Regions from separate parts of the Sus scrofa genome. Here all the other regions are linked to region 3. Evidence: chromatin contacts called from public HiChIP or PLAC-seq data. All regions are on one chromosome and are shown on one strand. Each heading gives the region's core, a stretch centred on a gene start, on an enhancer-like site or on the middle of the called end of the contact. The rest is flanking DNA. Distances are from core to core; before and after follow the strand shown. Region 1 holds the start of BCL6 (B-cell CLL/lymphoma 6). Region 2 holds the start of ADIPOQ (adiponectin, C1Q and collagen domain containing). Region 3 holds the start of RTP4 (receptor-transporting protein 4).

Region 1 (3,009 bases), core at 320-2,819, 290 kb after region 3:
TCATTAAGCACTTTCCACACACTGTCTTGTGTTCCTTACAACCTTGCCAAGGATAGTAGACTCTCTCCTTGTCTCCCTTTACAAATGGGGAAACTGAGATCAGAGGAGTCAAGTGATTTTCCCAAAGTCACAGAACCTGGATTCCTTTTAGTCTTAACTTCATGGATTACCAGAGCTAAATTTAGCACTCATTTGTAGTAACTATTTTAGTCTCTATCTTTGGGATAAGCATTTTCCTTCTTGTTCCAATACATTACCCTTAATTTTAAATTCTTAGTGTTTGTTTTAGAAGCCAGTTGGGTGTTGATAACAAATAAATAAAATGACGCCTGCCATCTATGGTTTACTGACTCTCTAAAAGTCCATAGACTATTACAAGATCCATATTCCAAGGAGAGCCAAGTCAAAGTCAAGCCATGCCTCCAGGAACCATGATGTCTGGAAGAGGAAAGAGCACTCAGTTAGAGGCCAGAATTCTCGACTGACATCTGAATTCTGCTCCTTCTGAGCGAGCAGCCAGAAATGAACTGGACTTCACCCCGTAAGTAGCTATGCAACCTTGGGTAAGTTACATCACTGCTCTGCACCTTGCTTTCCTTATCTGCCCAGCACGAAACATGCTGTCTATCTTACAGGGTTGTGGCAGGAATGAAAATGTAAAAGGGACAGAATGATGCCTGGCACATGGTAAGCACTTGGTGAGCATTATCTATTCTTTTTATCTCTCTATAAACCTCTGTTCTCTCTGCTGGTAAAAAAAAAAAAAAAAAAAAAAAAAAAGTGCTCGTTGTAGGTGTTGAATAAGCCTCTACTAGCAATTGGGATCCTTGGCTCTACATCAGTTCACCTATGAATGTCTTCATTTTATCATCTACAAAACAGAGCTAGTCATGCCACCTACAACACAGGCCACTAGGAAGATCCAGGGAGATGATGTAACATAAAACTGCTCTGAACCCTTGGAATACTTGTCAATCACTTTCACCAACTTACATATGCTCTGAAAGACCTGTGGAAGTATAGTCACGGCATAAAATAAAAATCACAGGAAAATAAAAGAGCAAAAGATTTCAAATTAACTTGCTTAAAATATTTTATAACTCTCTTTCACTTTTCATTATTTCACTGGTTCACTGAAGTCATTCACCAGATTTGCCCCAAACACATCTCTGGAGATGGTATATGATTTCTTCTCCTCTATTCCCACCGAATAGAAATGCTTTCTTTTCTAAAAGTGTGGTCATTCATTTGCTTCCTGGGAACCCACCCTGCCAGGACAGTGCTAAAGATCTGGAGACACAGGAGACGTGATCCCAAACCCGGAATGGGGCCCCCACGCTCCGCACTGGCAGCCGGCACTAGCATACCCCTTACAGCCATCATCTGCCTTCTGCTTCCAGATCCCTCACCTGCAGGCCATGAGGACCGTCTTATGGGCTCTAAACTGCTCTCGGCTCACCACTATGACAACATCAGTCAAGATGTCGCGGCTCCGGAGGCGATTAAGGTTGAGAAGAACGTCGCTGGCATGGCGGGTGAACTGGATACAGCTGTCAGCCGGCGAGGCCATTTTTCCTTCACCTGAAAGAAAAGGTTAAAATCCTGTTACTCCTCCAGGACCTAGTTCCTTCTTCCCAGGAGTGTCAGAGCAGGTGGGCCAGCCTGCTCCCTTGTGTTTGCTTTTGAACAGTTCATGACCCATGTCTGGACACTGCTCTCCACGTCTATAAAAATGAGATAATAATCTTTATCCAATTTGTTAATAGAAACCCCTATAAGGGAAAGAGGAGGGAATGAATATTGGATGAATGTTTTCGGTTTGTTTGTTTGTTTTTTTTTTCCCAGATACCAGCATTGAGAGGCAATGAGTATGACAGAGGAGAGAAGGCACGCTTTGAAGGTTAGCATGTTGGCCATACCTTTTGCAAGCTGTGTGACTTGGAGCAGCTTGTTTTATGGTTTCTGGGCTTGAGTTTCCCCCAAATGGGAGTAGTAATACCCATGGGGTTGTAAAAATTAGTGGAATTTCTCATAAATCACAGCTATTCTCATCAGTATCTCATTTCATTATCCTAGCTACCATCTGTCTCTCCTCTACCAGGCTTCAGAATTATTTGAATGTATCTTGAGCACCAAGCACATTGCTGGTACACAGTAGGTGGTGAAATTAGCGTGAACCAAGAACTGAGTAAGGAAATGAATGATCACACAACAGTGTTAAGATAGTCCAATGCCAGGGTAAAGGGGTTGGGGGCAGGGCTGGCTGTGATGGAGAGGCAACACACTCTCCTTTATCTCATCTAAGGAAAAGTGGCACTGTTCACAGAAACACACGCATTGGCAAATTTGAAAGAAACAGTTTCTCCACAAAATTTTAAAGCATATAATTCAATTTACTTACCCAATGCCTTGATTCACAGTCCAAAATTTTGCTTAAAACCTGCAGGGAAGAGAAAAAAGCAAACAGAAATTGATTTAATGAATGTAAGATTGTCCACTATAGTCTTATTTTAGGACACACATATTTAGTTTTACTTTGATAGCTGCAGCCTGCCAGCTGGTGCGGTTTTACCACAAGCTAGCACACATTTTTTCCAGCTCGGCTCTTACGGAAACAACAGGCACTCGAAGCTATGCAATAATAATGTTTTTTACCCCGAGTATTGGGAATACGATTTCATACATCCATACACACACACACACACACACACACACACACACACATGTATTTCTTTTCTCAAAGTAAGAAATGTATGCCGTTGGGTTTATGGTAAAGAAAAAAAAAAAGAAAAACTATTCTTTCGATATTAATGAGAATGATCCTTCAGAGGCCTAAAAACTCAGGCCACTTTTCAAAATCTGCTAAAATATTATCCTTCAAGTCTTCAAATGATTCCACAAGGCCAACAGGGTCAATCTCTTTATCCCTATTTCACTGATGACAAAACTGAGACTTGGGTTCAAATGGCTTGCTCAGGACAAACAGCCAGGCAGCATTTCCTGACTGTC
Region 2 (3,519 bases), core at 4-2,503, 460 kb before region 3:
TCTGCCTGAGAAATTCTGTTTCTGAATGCCTTGCAGAAGTTGTTGCTGGGGTCCTGAGCCTTTGCTGGCGTCATGATTTAATGCATCAGAATCTGTGGCTTGCAGGAACTGGCTCTGATGCTGCCGTTCAAAAATGGAATGTGGAGTTGTCAAAAAGAGTCCAAGGTGATGAACGTTGCCACTTTAAGCCTAAGCCTTCTAGAGACAATGATGTGGGTTAGAGCCGCCGGGCCTCCAGGCCACTTCCAGCCCAGAGCAGCGTTCACCAGTAGGTGGATCAGGCCCAGGCATCAGACATTGGAAAAAGGAGCACTTCACACACATATATAAAAAGTTGGTTTTCAGATCCGGCGTTGCCATGAGCTGTGGTATAGGTTGCAGACGCAGCTCGGATCCAGCATTGCTATGGCTCTGGTGTAGACCGGCAGCTACAGCTCCGATTCGACCCCTAGCCTGGGAACCTCCATATGCCGCGGGAGCGGCCCAAGAAATGGCAAAAAAAAAAAAAAAAAAAAAAAAAAGTTGGTTTTCAAAAACATCTCCAGAGTTTTGGCAACAAAAAACAGTGAAAGACGATATTCTAATATTCTATTTAATAAATGTTTTTCCGATATATTTAATTTGAATCCCACACAAGGAGGGCTCCAACATCTTTTGGAATTCAGGGCCTTTCAATGGTTTTAATCTGGCCCTGCCTTATACTGCCTCAGAAACATCTCCTCACATCAGTTCTCCAAATTAACATGCAAAGTCTTCCCCCAGTCTGGAGTTCAGGCCAGAAAGTGAAGGATGCATTGTATTTCTTGCTATATTTCATTTCCTTTTCCCTGTCGTGCACAATGAGTGTGATGGTGTAATTGGTTCCCTGGACTTATTAGAGCAAATCTCTGGGGAGAGGGAGGTCTCCTGGACCACCAGGCCATTAATTTTACATAAGGAAATATATTGTTTTCCTGCCTCTAGTATTGACCCTTGGCCCCATTTTCTGTCCCTGTTATAGGAGGCAAGTCTAAGGGCCGAGGCCTGGAAACGTGAGTGTGGTGACTGAAGCCCCACTTGGCTTCCCAAGCTGGAGCTGGGTTGCACCAGGTTCCCCAGGGTGGAGACCTGAAGCAGCCGCCAGGGGTGTGAGCCCACCCACTGGTCTCTGGGCCTCAGCACGCTGGCCAATGGGAAGCAACAATTTCGAGGTGGGGACTGCCTTCCCCATGAGTACCAGGCTGCAGAGGCTGGGCCACCTTCTCCTCATTTCCATCCTGACTGCAGTCTGTGGCTCTGATTCCACACCTGAGGGTAAGGACAAGTGATTGGAATTCCAGGCTGTAGGTAAAGGTGGCTGTCCCGAAAGGGAACCTGGGGTTGGGGCGTGCTCATGCTTTCCCCATCGTGGCAGGGTGGGGAGGTGATATAGGCAAAACCCTGGCCAGGGCAGCCCTGGTGGAGGCAGACTGGCCTTGGGTTTCTTCCTTAATTTCCCCACGGCTCCTAGAGAAAAGGGAATTGTTCATTGTGATCAGGATGCCTGGAACCATCCTGAATTTTGCCCAATTCACTCTGTGGTGAGATGGCTAACTAAAGAAAATGTTGGGGTCAGTGAAGCAGGAAGCATGGTCCAGCGATAAAGTCCATTTAGATAAGAGGAGCAGGGGATGAATTGCTTCTCCACTTGACCAGGTAGGGCAGAGAAAGGAGCACATGAAGATGCAGCCTGGGGAGACTGAGTTTGGAATTCAACTCTACCACTGGATTCTAGTCAGCAGTGTTTATTGAGCAGATTCAACGGACCAGACTCTGGGTAGGGTTCGTGAGAAACAAAGATGGGTGGGGCCCAGTCATTATCTGTAGCTTTGGGGGTATCTGTAAACATGGGCATGTCTGCACCCATGTGGAGGTACCACACAAGGTGACTGAGATGTTCAAATGAAGTAGAGTGAGCACAGGGCCTGCCATGTACAGGGAGCTCATGCAACATTTTCTTTGTAGCAGACATCCTCTGACAGAACAACTGGATCTGCCCCGCCTTTCCCAAGCCCAATCCTGCTTGTCCCAGGGAGCATTGCACTTGTGGCCTCCTGGTTGTTTGCAGCCATAGATGCAGAGACTGAGTGGGAGGGATTTTAGAGATCAGGCCAGCCCTTGGGTGTCAGGAGATGTGGGTCCCTGCTCTGGAGAATTTTTTTCTTTTTCGTTTTTTTTTTTTTTTCTTTTCTAGGGCCGCACCGGTGGCATACGGAGGTTACCAGGCTAGGGGTCTAATCAGAGCTGTAGCTGCTGGCCTGCAACACAACACCACCAGATCTGAGCCGCGTCTGTGACCTACACCACAGCTCACAGCCACGATGGATCCTTAACCCGCTGAGCGAGGCCAGGGATCGAACCTGCAACCTCATGGTTCCCAGTTGGATTCGTTAACCACTGAGCCATGATGGGAACTCCTGGAGAGGTTTTGGATTTTCAGATCAAGCGTTGCAAGCGGTGCAGCCACCTCGCTCCTGGTAACTCCATCCATTTGGGGTAAGGTTGGCTCATCCTGACAAGGTTGGGGAATAGGGGGGCCTTGATACTGGCAGAATATGCACAAAGAAACATGAGGGTGTCAGCTTTGTTCTGGAAGCTGAGCAGTGGAAAGGGAGCCATGCAGCTTAACTGGCTGTTCTTGCTGCCTCCCTCCCTTAATTCTTGAGGAGTTGTAAAGAGACACAAGACTTGCTTCTTGTCATTTCTAAGGTGGCTCTGAGATCAGGCTGCTCCCCTACTCCTTGTCAAGTTGGAAGACCAGTGGCCCCAGACACTTGGCTGAGGTCAGGAGGTAGAAGCTGTCAATCAGGAGAGACACTGATACCCAAAATGTGGTGGGGGGATGCTCTGCTTAACCAGTTCCTTGAGAACAGGTGTGTGTGTGTGTGGAGAGAGAGTGTTGGGTGCGGGGCTGCCAAGTGAAAGCGTTCAGGTAATGCTCCTAGGATTTGGGAAGAGCCTAGTTGATTCCTGGTTCTGTCATTTATCATTAGATTGCACCGTGTGAAATTGCCCATATTTTATCATTTTTGACCTTAAAAACCAGCCATGTCATTTCATTCAACCCAAGAGTCTCATGACCTTAAGCCGGCATCTTGGTCTCTTGAAATCTCAGATTCTTCTATTTAGTGGAGTCAAAAGCAAGGCTATGAGGATTTCCCATTGTGGCTCAGTGGGTTAAGGACCCGATGTTGTCTCTGTGAGGTTTGGGGTTTGATCCCTGGCCTTGCTCAGTGGGTTAAGGATCCCACAATTTCATGAGCTGTGGTATAGGTAATGGATGTGGCTCAGATCTGGCATTGCTGTGGCTATTGAAAGGATGGCAGCTGCCGCTCTGATTCAACCCCTAGCTTGGGAACTTCCATATGCAGCAAGTGTGGCCCTAGAAAGAAAGAAAGAAAAAAAAAAAAAAAGCAGGGCTATGAGGAGAATTAAATAAAATATGGTTTGAAACTGCCTTATGCAGTTTGTACTCCAAAGTACCCTCACCGGAGTTCCCAT
Region 3 (3,223 bases), core at 201-2,700:
AATGGATGAGTCAAGGCTACGTTTTGGGGAAAAAAAAGACCATTTGAGAAGTCAGGGGACATGGAACATGGGCATGCTCTGAAGATACAGGATAAAAAGAATGGGCTTGAGTTCTTAAACCCAGAAGAAAGTAGGAGAGTACCAGTGGGCAAAAGGCCTGGCATGGTAGGGGCAGCTGAGCAGAGCTCAGAGATAGGACGTGGAACCTCTCAGTTCTGGCCTTATATTGGCAATGATTTTGTGTTTGACCTTGGGCAGGAGACTTCTTTCCACTGTGTTCCTGTTTTTTTATATATACTAATCAGAAGGAAAAGAGAACAAGTTGATTCCTAAAGGATTTCCAGTTCTAGTAACCATGAGTCCCATTCCAAGTTCCTATAACTACCTGTGCAGATAAGAGTTTCCTATATTGTATCCATAGACATAAGTGCCCTCAATGTGTAACATTATGAAAGCAAAGAAAATCTGAACAGAACAGAATATTCTAGGAGGGTAGGGTGGGTAGGGGGTTTCTACCTTCCAGACAGAGAATGTTAAAAATCTAAGAAGCCCGAGAAGACTTAGGCTCATCCTGCCTAGGACATGATAACTATAGTGAGGCCACCAATGATATAAGCATCCTGCTTGTCTTATCGTCCCCATTTGGATTTCAACTCCAGAGTGACAGAGCTCTTGAGGTTCTATGGAACAGTTTTCAAGCCACTGGCCAAAGCTCATGTTGCAGTCATTCTGTTCAGCTTGGAACCCAGTGAACTACGTAAGAGTTTCTTTCCGTATCAGCCAGAGCTATTTGAGGGACTCATGATACTTTTTTTTTTTTTTTTTTTGGAATCGCAGACTCTTTTGAGTTAGAAGTTACTTTAAAGGTCACCTGGTCACAATCCCTCATCTCAGGAAAGGGGACTGTCTCTATTTTGCCATTCAAAGGCTCCCACACCTGCTCATAGACTCCTTTAGATGATAATTTACACAGCAAAAGGTGCTGTTAAATAATCCTTTCATTCAGTCTAGTGTCTTGCTTCACTAGGACAAGATCTCACTGAACTAATCACTAGGTCATGATTTCAAGATGATTCCTCCCACTGCCACCAGAGTGCCAACCTTGAACCTGAAACACCTGAACTCTCCTCAGGTAGGGAGGGGGCTGGAGAAGTTGCAGGTTCTGGAGTCACACATGACTGAGTTTAAGCCTCACTTCCACTGCTTACCAGCTGGATGACTTTGAACAATGTACCCTGGCTCTCTGTGCCACTCACCTGAAAAATACCAGGAATAATCCCTTCTTCAAGGGGCCATGGTGAGGACTCATCAGGGGAATAAGAGACGCGTTGGACACATCCTCCCCTGCACTGACTCCCAGTGTTTGCACGAGGGCATGAGCATCCATGGAGGGGGTAGGAACTGCTTCTGAGTCAATGTAACTTATCCCAGTGCTGAGCATAGAGCTTTGCCTAGTGGGGAAAAAAAAAAGAAAAGAAAAAAGAAAAAAGAGAGAGAGAAAGAAAGAAAATGTAAAAATACCTTACAGTTAGACCAGCTTTGTACTCAAATATCTCTTGGCAAGATCTGTTCACAAACTAGCAAATCCCTGCTGCCCCCTGTCCTCAGAATAAAAACTTGCTCTGTGTACTCAAAACAGTCTGAAACTAAAGTGAAGAAAAAAAGTTACTGGAGTGTGTCCAGATGAGAAACTGAAACTGTTCTTCTTCTTGCTGGAAACCGAAAGTTAACTCAGTCAACATGGATTCCAAAGCTCAGAGCAAGAGAATCATCACGGATGTTGAGACATGGGAGAAGACATTTCAAGAACTGATCTGGCAGGAGAAACCCCGGGCCAGATGGACCCTGAAAATGGATGGGAACCTTCAGCCAAACTCCGTGGCTCTAGGGTGGAAGCAATACCAGCAGAGAGCTTTTGGCAGGTGAGTGAGAGTCTATCAAGCCACGGGCCTTTCTGAGCCAAGAGGATCAGCTAAGCATTGACTGATTCTTTTGAGAGCTTGTTAAAAGAATACACATTACCAGGCTTTTCAGCCTTTTGTAATCACAGTGTTCTTTAGGATGGAAATGCTAGGACTCTAAACCTCTATTTTGCTCAACGGCTGGAAGTTTCCTCTTTTACTAGGTCTCCTTCCTATGTATTTTTGGAAGTCTCCAGGAAATGCCATAAATCTGCCCTCCTATTCTCTCACTACCTCATTTGTTTCAGACTGCTTTTCTAGGGCCTTCTGCTATCTCCTCCGCAAGCCCTGACTGGCTTCCCCAGGCTGCAGCAGCCCTCTGAGCCTAGTCCTATTCCATACCAGCCTGGGAGTGGTGCCTTCCTTTAAAGCCCCAAGGATGGACTAAATCCAAGCAATGGCTTTGAACATTACTTTGCTGAGGATAATAGGAGGGAATGATGCTGCAAGAAAGAAATTAAAACCTAGTTTTTGGCGTCTCTTAAGTAATGCCCCTACCTTAATGACTGGCTCTTTCTTTCATTTCTAATGAGCCTCCAAGTTGCAGGAACTAGCTTCCTTGCCCAAGTCAGAAGAGTGGTAACTGCTGATCCAGACAATCAAGTCTTCTCTTTTTATATGTCAAGCAGGGACTTTCACTTCACTTTTCATCTCACTTGTTATCCTGTTTCCCTGCTTGCCTCTATCCTGCCTCAGGTGTCCTCCGCTCCATTCCTTATGGGTTACTAGCCATGCCATACATTTCCAGACTTTACACCCTTGTCCATGATGTTCTGTCTGTTCAGCAGGCCCTTTCCTCCCTGCCTGCCCCCCACTCATCCCTCAAGGACCAACTCAAGTGTCCTGGTCTTCCTAGGCAGAGTAAGTGTTCCTTCTTCTCCATTCCCATAAGGCACTAAATGCTCTCTCTCGCTCTATGAGAGAAAGAGGAAGCATTCATTTTATATATATATTTATATAAATATATATATAATGTGTTATATTATATATAATATATAATATTATAGCACATTGTATTACACTATATAGCACTATATATATACTATAGAATTACATATTCTCTATGAGAGAAGATTCATTATATATTCATTATATATATAAAAGTTATATATATAATGTAGCACATTATATTTCATCATATAGTACTATATATATAGCACATTTATAAATGTTAATATGTTACATACTATAGAACATATATATTTACATATAATTATTTTTAGCTGCAGAACCCATTGTTTATAGCAAGGCTCCTGGGGTTG

Evidence for each region. HiChIP or PLAC-seq counts read pairs in DNA pulled down with a chosen protein or histone mark.
Region 1: a contact with region 3 is called in an H3K27ac HiChIP or PLAC-seq map of alveolar macrophages. The contact joins the promoter of BCL6 here to the promoter of RTP4 in region 3. A contact is called at or near these places in 1 of 47 Hi-C or Micro-C datasets (liver) and 1 of 2 datasets of contacts at active chromatin or transcription factors (alveolar macrophages).
Region 2: a contact with region 3 is called in an H3K27ac HiChIP or PLAC-seq map of alveolar macrophages. The contact joins the promoter of ADIPOQ here to the promoter of RTP4 in region 3. A contact is called at or near these places in 1 of 47 Hi-C or Micro-C datasets (embryonic fibroblasts) and 1 of 2 datasets of contacts at active chromatin or transcription factors (alveolar macrophages).

Annotation. Positions count from the first base shown.
Region 1 is chr13:125,388,294-125,391,302 of Sscrofa11.1, forward strand. BCL6 (B-cell CLL/lymphoma 6) reads right to left here and starts at 1,570. Exons shown (of 8, transcript NM_001315701.1): 1 at 1,410-1,570. The coding sequence starts at 1,570.
Region 2 is chr13:124,632,653-124,636,171 of Sscrofa11.1, forward strand. ADIPOQ (adiponectin, C1Q and collagen domain containing) reads left to right here and starts at 1,254. Exons shown (of 4, transcript NM_214370.1): 1 at 1,254-1,293.
Region 3 is chr13:125,097,053-125,100,275 of Sscrofa11.1, forward strand. RTP4 (receptor-transporting protein 4) reads left to right here and starts at 1,451. Exons shown (of 3, transcript XM_021070040.1): 1 at 1,451-1,922. The coding sequence starts at 1,741. It overlaps LOC110256386 (a long non-coding RNA gene), which reads right to left and starts at 2,961. Exons shown (of 4, transcript XR_002337799.1): 1 at 2,460-2,961; 2 at 1,257-1,451.